2 separate regions of the Mus musculus genome follow, and region 1 is linked to region 2. A link is a contact called in public HiChIP or PLAC-seq data. All regions are on one chromosome and are shown on one strand. The core of a region is the stretch at or near the end of the contact, and the rest is flanking DNA. Distances in the headings are between cores, read along the strand shown.

Region 1 (3,348 bases), core at 554-3,053, 390 kb after region 2:
TTACACCACTAATCTCAACACACGGTGGTAGAGGCGGAAGGACCAGGAGTTCAAGGCTACAGGAGATTCTGTCTTAAAACAAATAAATAGCTAAATAGAAATTCTAAAAATAAGTACAATATACAAGACAATGAGTAGGATTCTCAGTCTTTCTGTCTTTCTTTTCTTCCTTCTTTGTTCCTTCCTTCCTTCCTTTTTTTCTTTCTTTCTCCTCTTATGGAGCAGGGGAACCCCAAACCAAGGCTTATGGGTGCTAACCACTGAGCTATACTCCCTAGGCACAGTTTTCAGAGATACATAGGCAAAAGAATCTACAAATAAAGTGATATACCTAGGACATCCTTTAAAATAATACCATCGTGGGAGGCACTGTGGCTGGGGTGGAGAAGTGAGTGTCTCTACACACATGATTTGTGAGCAGACAATGTGTATGCAGAGTTTGCCGCTCTGTTGTGTGTTTGAAATTTCTCCTATGAAGAACATTTCAAAGGCTAAAAAAAGAAAATCTAATCTTCACATGAACAAGTTGTATTAAATGTACAAGATCATTCAAGTGATGAGAAGTTCTGGGTACACACAGAATGACCAGAGTCATCTTTGCCAAAAACCTCTAAGATATGTAGCACTATATTTTGAGTGCTTTGGAAAATATGGGCATTTCATAAAAACTGAATATTTTATTTCACAAAGCCGTGAATCGTGTATGTCATTCTCTGTATGTATTATATTAGATACACATATACACACAAATATAACTACACAAATATATGAGTATCTGATTTCACAAAGGGGGGGCTGTATTGAGCTAAACTGGGCTGGTGAGATGGTTCAGTGGGTAAAGCCTGAACCAAGCCTCATGGTCTGAAAAACAGATAATGGGAGAACTCCCACAAGTTCTCCTATGACCCTGTGACCTTTGTATGCACACCTTGGCACCTGTTTGAGCATACACCAGACAAACAAATATATGTAATTTTAATGTCCTACAACTTGCTTTTTCCAAATATTCCAAATAATATATTTTTGTGGACACCATTCCATGTCAACGTCAAACTTTTTTACACACCCTTAGATACACACAAATAAGTTGGTATCTGACTTCACAAAAGGGGATTGTATTAAGTTAAGCTGGACTGGTGAGATGGCTCGGAAGGTATATAATACGTGCTGAGTATTGCTCTGAAAATATTTACCTCCTAAAACCGTTCCTATGTGCCTGGCACTTAAATTGTATCTAAAGTCGTTGGTGTTCCTTTTTTTTTTTTTCGTCCTTCTTGAACCTATTTTTGAGTTCTTGCTAGCAAAGAATCCGAACCTAGTACTAATTCAACAACGATTCGCCGGAAACGCATCTGTTTGGAATGCCCCTGACATCGTTAGCTCTCCTAAGTCATCATGACTGTCATCACCTTTTACAAGTTTCTCAAAAAGGCATGCCAATCCAACAGCTCTAAACCGAGTGTTCCGGCGCATTTCACCGTCGTCGCTGGTAGATACGTCTGCAACACTAACCACACAAGTAAAGAGAGGGAAGAAAACTTCAGGTAACGACCCACAAATCTCAAGAACTAAGCACTCAAGCAACATGGTAAGAAGAGGACAAACGTGTGTCTGTTTCTGCAGCGTGCCAACGTGTATGGTATACGCGGGTCCGACTGAAAGTACGCACGTGCGTACCAAGCCCACGCGCGGACGTGTCTCTGGGCGCGTAGCCCTGGAGCGGTCGTATGCCGATCGCTTACCTCCACGGACGAGCAGGGGGACGCCGATGGGCGCCGCCATGTTGGCTCCGGTCACGTGGCCAAGAGAGCCTCGCAGCTCCGCCCACTGGAGTAGCCGCGCTCTCAAAGCCCAGAAGCGCTGAAGCAGTGGGAGGCGAGTGCGCGCGCGCGCGTGAGCTGGCTTGCAGGAGCCCGGGCTAGCGAGTGCCTCTGGTGTCGAGGCCAGCAGCTCCGTCTGCGGCCAGCTCGCTTCCACCAGGAGAGGCTGGCTCCGGCCGCAGTTCTCTCTCTGAGCTTCCAGACCCATCAGGGATGGAAGAAAGTCGTCATGTAAGTGTAGCCTCCAGTATTTATAGAATCACCATTTTGGTGCATGGATACGTGAAGTTGGGCGAGAGGAAAAAAAAAACAAACAAACAAACACAATTTAGTGTGCAACAAAGCACTTTCATCGCCTTTCATTCGGTTACAAATCATTTCCAGGCAACTAGTTGAAAAAGTTGGATCAGTTTGATCAGCTTCCCTTTGCAATGTTAGAATATTAATTACTCAGCAGAGACTCCAGAATAGAATAGTTGGGACACCTATGTGGCCCTGTGGGTATCTTCACAGGATTTCTCCTTCCCTGATGACACTTCCTGCTTGGCAGTATTAACTGCTGTTATCCCTAAATTAGATATTTAAAGAATGACGCATGTCAGCTTGCATAGCCCCTATGTCAAGGCAAGTGAGGCAGCCGCTGTACCTTCGATGATACTGTTGCCCGATTTCACCAGGTTCTGTGCCTCTTGCCCTTGTTTTGCGGTGGAGTCCAGACGCTCATGGACCAGGTGTTATCCATCTTGGTAGCTTCCTGTGCTCAACACAGACCATGATACCCCAAGATGTGTATGGTGAAAGAACCCAAACTGTAGTGTAGCAGTTTCTGGACTTTGAATGCAGTCGAGATCGATAAGGATTCCTTGTGAATATGTGGATGTCTTCTCATTGATTTTAAAGAATCCACATGCGGGCTGGAGAGATGGCTCGGCGGTTAAGAACACTTAGGACTCTTCCTGAGTTCAATTCCCAGCAACCACATGGTGGCTCACAACCATCTTTAATAGAACCTGATGCCCTCCTCTTGTGTGTCTGAAGATAGCTACACTGTACTACATATATAAAATAAAAAATAAAAGAGTCCACATGCTCAACTGGCACACCTTTAACCTCAGGAGGCAGAGTTCAACTCATCACAAACCTCAAATCGGAGAACACTTAATCCAAGGGTATTCTTTTTGTTTGAGAATATCATACACACATAGAATGTGTTTTTGTCTAATACACTCCCAGCACCACCACGCGCCCCCATCCTTCTCCTCCAACTCCTGCTCATCCCTTCCACCACATTTCCCTTTCAACTTCATGTGCTTTTATTTTAACACACTGAGTCCATCTACTGCCAGTATGCACATGAATGTAGGGCCATCTACTGGAGCACGGGGATCCTTTCAGGGGCAGAAACCCTGGAGAAAACTGACCACCCTCATCCCCTCAGTAGCTCTGTCAATTGTCAGCTATGAATGGGACTTTGTGTCCTTGTCCCAATCTATGTTGAGATCTCGGCTAGCTAGGTCTTGTGCGTGTA
Region 2 (3,234 bases), core at 728-3,227:
ACCCTGGTTCTAGCTGCCTGGAAGTCAGTATTCCTCTATCACCTTCAGATGAAGATGTAGAGCTCTCAGCTCCTCCTGCACCATGCCTGCCTGGATGCTGTCATGTTCCCACTTTGACAATAATGGACTGAACCTCTGAACCTGTAAGCCAGCCCCAATGAAATGTTGTCCTTTGTAAGACTTGCCTTGGTCATGGTGTTTGTCCACAGCAGTAAAACCCTAACTAAGACAAGGGGCCTTCTTTGCCTCACGGTTCCATGTGGCAGTGGAAGGTGAGGAGCTGAAGGCAGCTGGTCACATGGCATCCACAGTCGAGAAGCAGAGAGCAATGACTGCCTGTGCTCAGCTCACTTTCTCCCTTCTCTTGGGTCCAGCATCCCAGGCCAGGGCTTGATGCCATCTATCGTCAGTGTGGGTCTTCCCACCTCAAGAAGCCTTATCAGAATTATCCTTCACAGGCATGGCCGGAGGCCAAACAATCCCTCTAGTGTGCTCAGTGTCTCACCGAGTCCAAATTCTGCCAAGGCTACCATTAAGCGTCCCATCTTCCTTCCCACCATCAAAAGCAGAGGAAAGGTAAAACCAGCAAGCATTATGGCCATTTTAAAGTTCATCGGTGGGGACTCTATTTATTTAAGTAGTTTATTCCTAGTGTGATACTGAAACTCGGGGAAAGAAAGACACCTCCTCAGTTCCTGTCTCTCCACTCAACCACAATACACAGCATCAAACTGTTAGTCAGTAGATCAGAAACCAGAGATCTACCCTACCCCAGCATTCAGCCCCATGTCCACCACATCAGAGAGAGTCAGCACATATGGAATAATGAAAAGAAGCCATGAAGAACAACAGGAAAGCACAAGGCCCTTTGTATGATCAACATAGAGAGGAGCATTGAAGACTAAGACAGATAAGAACTTTTAGCATTATGTCTTCCTTATACAAGGTGAGTCTCTCCTATGAGCAATCTTTACAGCATTTTTGCATTTAGGATTGCTTAGAAAGGGATAGTCAACTTATACTTAAGAATAAAAATAACAGGCCAGTATGTTTTTCAGTGTTGCTGAGTCAAGGAGCAAGCTGTAAATCTGCGACTATACAGTCACTTTGGAATTTAAAATAAGAGGGCTGGAGATGTAGCTGAACTAGCAGGATGCTTGCCTAGAATGCATGAAGCCCTGGGTTTGAGCCTAGCCTAGCCTAGCCTAGCCTAGCCTAGCACGTATGGGCGCAGCAGCACACGATGTAATACCAGCACTTGGGAGGTAGTGGCTGGAGAATCAAGATGTCAAGGTCATTTCTGGTTACCCCAAAAGTTCAAGGCCAGCCTGGGCTACATAAGACCTGCCTCAAAAATAAACAGCCAAGCCAGGCATAGTGGTTCATGTCTTTAATCCCAGCACTTGGGAGACAGAGACAGAGGGATCTCTAAGTTTGAGGCCAACCTGGTGAGTTCCAGGACAGCCAGGGCGACCCAGAGAAACCTTGTCTCAAAACAACAACAACAAAAACCCCAACTAAACAACAGCAAAAACCCTAAGAATTTAAAAGAAAAAGAGCAGCCATCTACCACACTGGAACTCACTCACCTGGGCTAGTTATGTAAGTGTGCTGCAGTAGAGGGATTAGGCTTCGAAGTCGGTGGGTGCTTATGCAGAATCCACCTCTCTCTTAAGAGCTGTGCCATTTTGAGGGTACTTAATGTCTCAGGGCATTCATTGTGGGGAAGGGGGAGATAGTAAAAACTATCTCAAAATTCTCAAGAGAATATACACAGTGCTTGGCCTGGCAGTGACACAGTAAGGGACTCGATGAACACTTACTATTAATAAGATTGCAAGTGTTCAAGGTCGTCTGCCTCAGTACAAAGGCCTTGGCTGTGCCTTCCTGACGCTCTGTGCAGCTTATGTCCACTGCTTCCTCCCCGGGGCATGTTCTCCTTACACAGCTTATTGGGTCATAACACTTTAGAAAATGTCCTTCGCCCCAACAAGTGGATGTTCCATAACAGTCATGCATCAGCGAAACCGCTTCTGTCCCACTGGCTAACTCAGTCATAAATGAGGAAACTGTGACACCCACAGAAAAAGTCAGCACGCCACAGTGCAGCTTCCTGAGCAGAGTCGAGCCTACCCCACTCACTCTGGGGGAGGGGGGGGATAGGGGATGTGGGGAGGGGGAGGGGGCATGCAGGAAAACCGTCAGCATACCTTCAGCTTCAGGTAGTTTATTTCATTGTGTGGCTCACAAACAATCTGCTCCAAACCTTTGGATTCAACTTTCATCAAATAAAGCAACCATTTGCCATTGCTAATCTCCTTGGGCCACTGTATATTCAAGGTTGCTGTGCCGAGGTTTTTAAGAGGCTTGCCTAAGTTAATCACCTGTCGGAAAACAACGTATATCGATATAATATCATCCTTTTATGGCAAAATTAAGTAGCACATCCTATTGCCCATAGGCTAAATTCCCAGCATAAACCTACAAGGAAGCACAAATCCCACAAACGGATCAGGAACAGAGCTTGCGAAATAGTCAGTAGTAATTAGAAGATTTTTGTCATAAAAATAGAAGGGGAAAATGGTCAAAGAGGAAGGATTGCCTGCTCAATCCACAAGTAACTACCTTATGCAGTTATGGCATGTTCCCGTCAGCACAGGCAAAGTCCCGGGCTTGTTTGTGGATTGTTCAGTGAGCACCCTGCCTGGCAGATGGCAAAGCCTCTGCTATGGCCCAGGCACCCATATCCTGCTTCTGGAAAACCTCCCTACTGTGAAAATGAAGCTGCCTCTGCCATCAGCCACACAGGAAAGGTTATGGAGAACTGCATGACAGCTCAGAGCCAGTGCTGGGGTCAGAGTAGCTTTCTACAACAGAGGCCCAGAGTGAGAGGGCAGAGTGGCCTACCTGCACTACTGAGCACAGTTCCGATCCCCATCTTCCTGACTGCATAGCGCTCAGGTCAGCCAGCCTTCCTGGGGAGACCTTGCCTCTTTAGAGTGCTGGCTTAGGGCCACGGCCACTCTTGCCATTTCAGGCTTTAAGCTCAATGCTCACCGGCATTTAGGAACTCATTTGCACTATGCAGACCCAAATCCATACGAGGCATAAGGCAGACACCACAGTCCATGTCCAGTTTGTTAAGCTGGACCCAAAGTCACTGTGGTTGCCCACTCTGAGCCTATCACCCATCTGCCTCCTTTGCTGGCAAATACCAAGTCTACTTTCACCACT

The links. HiChIP or PLAC-seq counts read pairs in DNA pulled down with a chosen protein or histone mark.
Region 1: a contact with region 2 is called in an H3K4me3 HiChIP or PLAC-seq map of bone marrow-derived macrophages, with 7 times the contacts expected there. The contact joins the promoter of Metap1d here to the enhancer-like site in region 2. A contact is called at or near these places in 4 of 39 promoter capture datasets (the 3T3-L1 cell line, embryonic stem cells, neural stem cells and 1 more), 1 of 15 datasets of contacts at CTCF or cohesin (pro-B cells), 7 of 484 Hi-C or Micro-C datasets (the G1E-ER4 cell line, bone marrow-derived macrophages, differentiating embryonic stem cells and 3 more), 7 of 115 datasets of contacts at active chromatin or transcription factors (T-cell acute lymphoblastic leukemia, astrocytes, bone marrow-derived macrophages and 4 more) and 3 of 9 other capture datasets (adipose tissue, embryonic stem cells and macrophages).

Annotation. Positions count from the first base shown.
Region 1 is chr2:71,451,793-71,455,140 of GRCm38.p6, reverse strand. Metap1d (methionyl aminopeptidase type 1D (mitochondrial)) reads right to left here and starts at 1,803. Exons shown (of 10, transcript NM_025633.3): 1 at 1,743-1,803. The coding sequence starts at 1,782.
Region 2 is chr2:71,842,279-71,845,512 of GRCm38.p6, reverse strand. Itga6 (integrin alpha 6) reads right to left here. Exons shown (of 26, transcript NM_008397.4): 20 at 2,211-2,384. Among named protein-coding and RNA genes, the nearest start is that of Pdk1, 29 kb to the left of the region's middle. Within about 2 kb of position 1,977, at least 52 of the 459 cell types and tissues checked have an H3K27ac peak or open chromatin away from gene starts, as enhancers often do. A contact at or near this core is called in T-cell acute lymphoblastic leukemia, adipose tissue and bone marrow-derived macrophages, where this site is marked.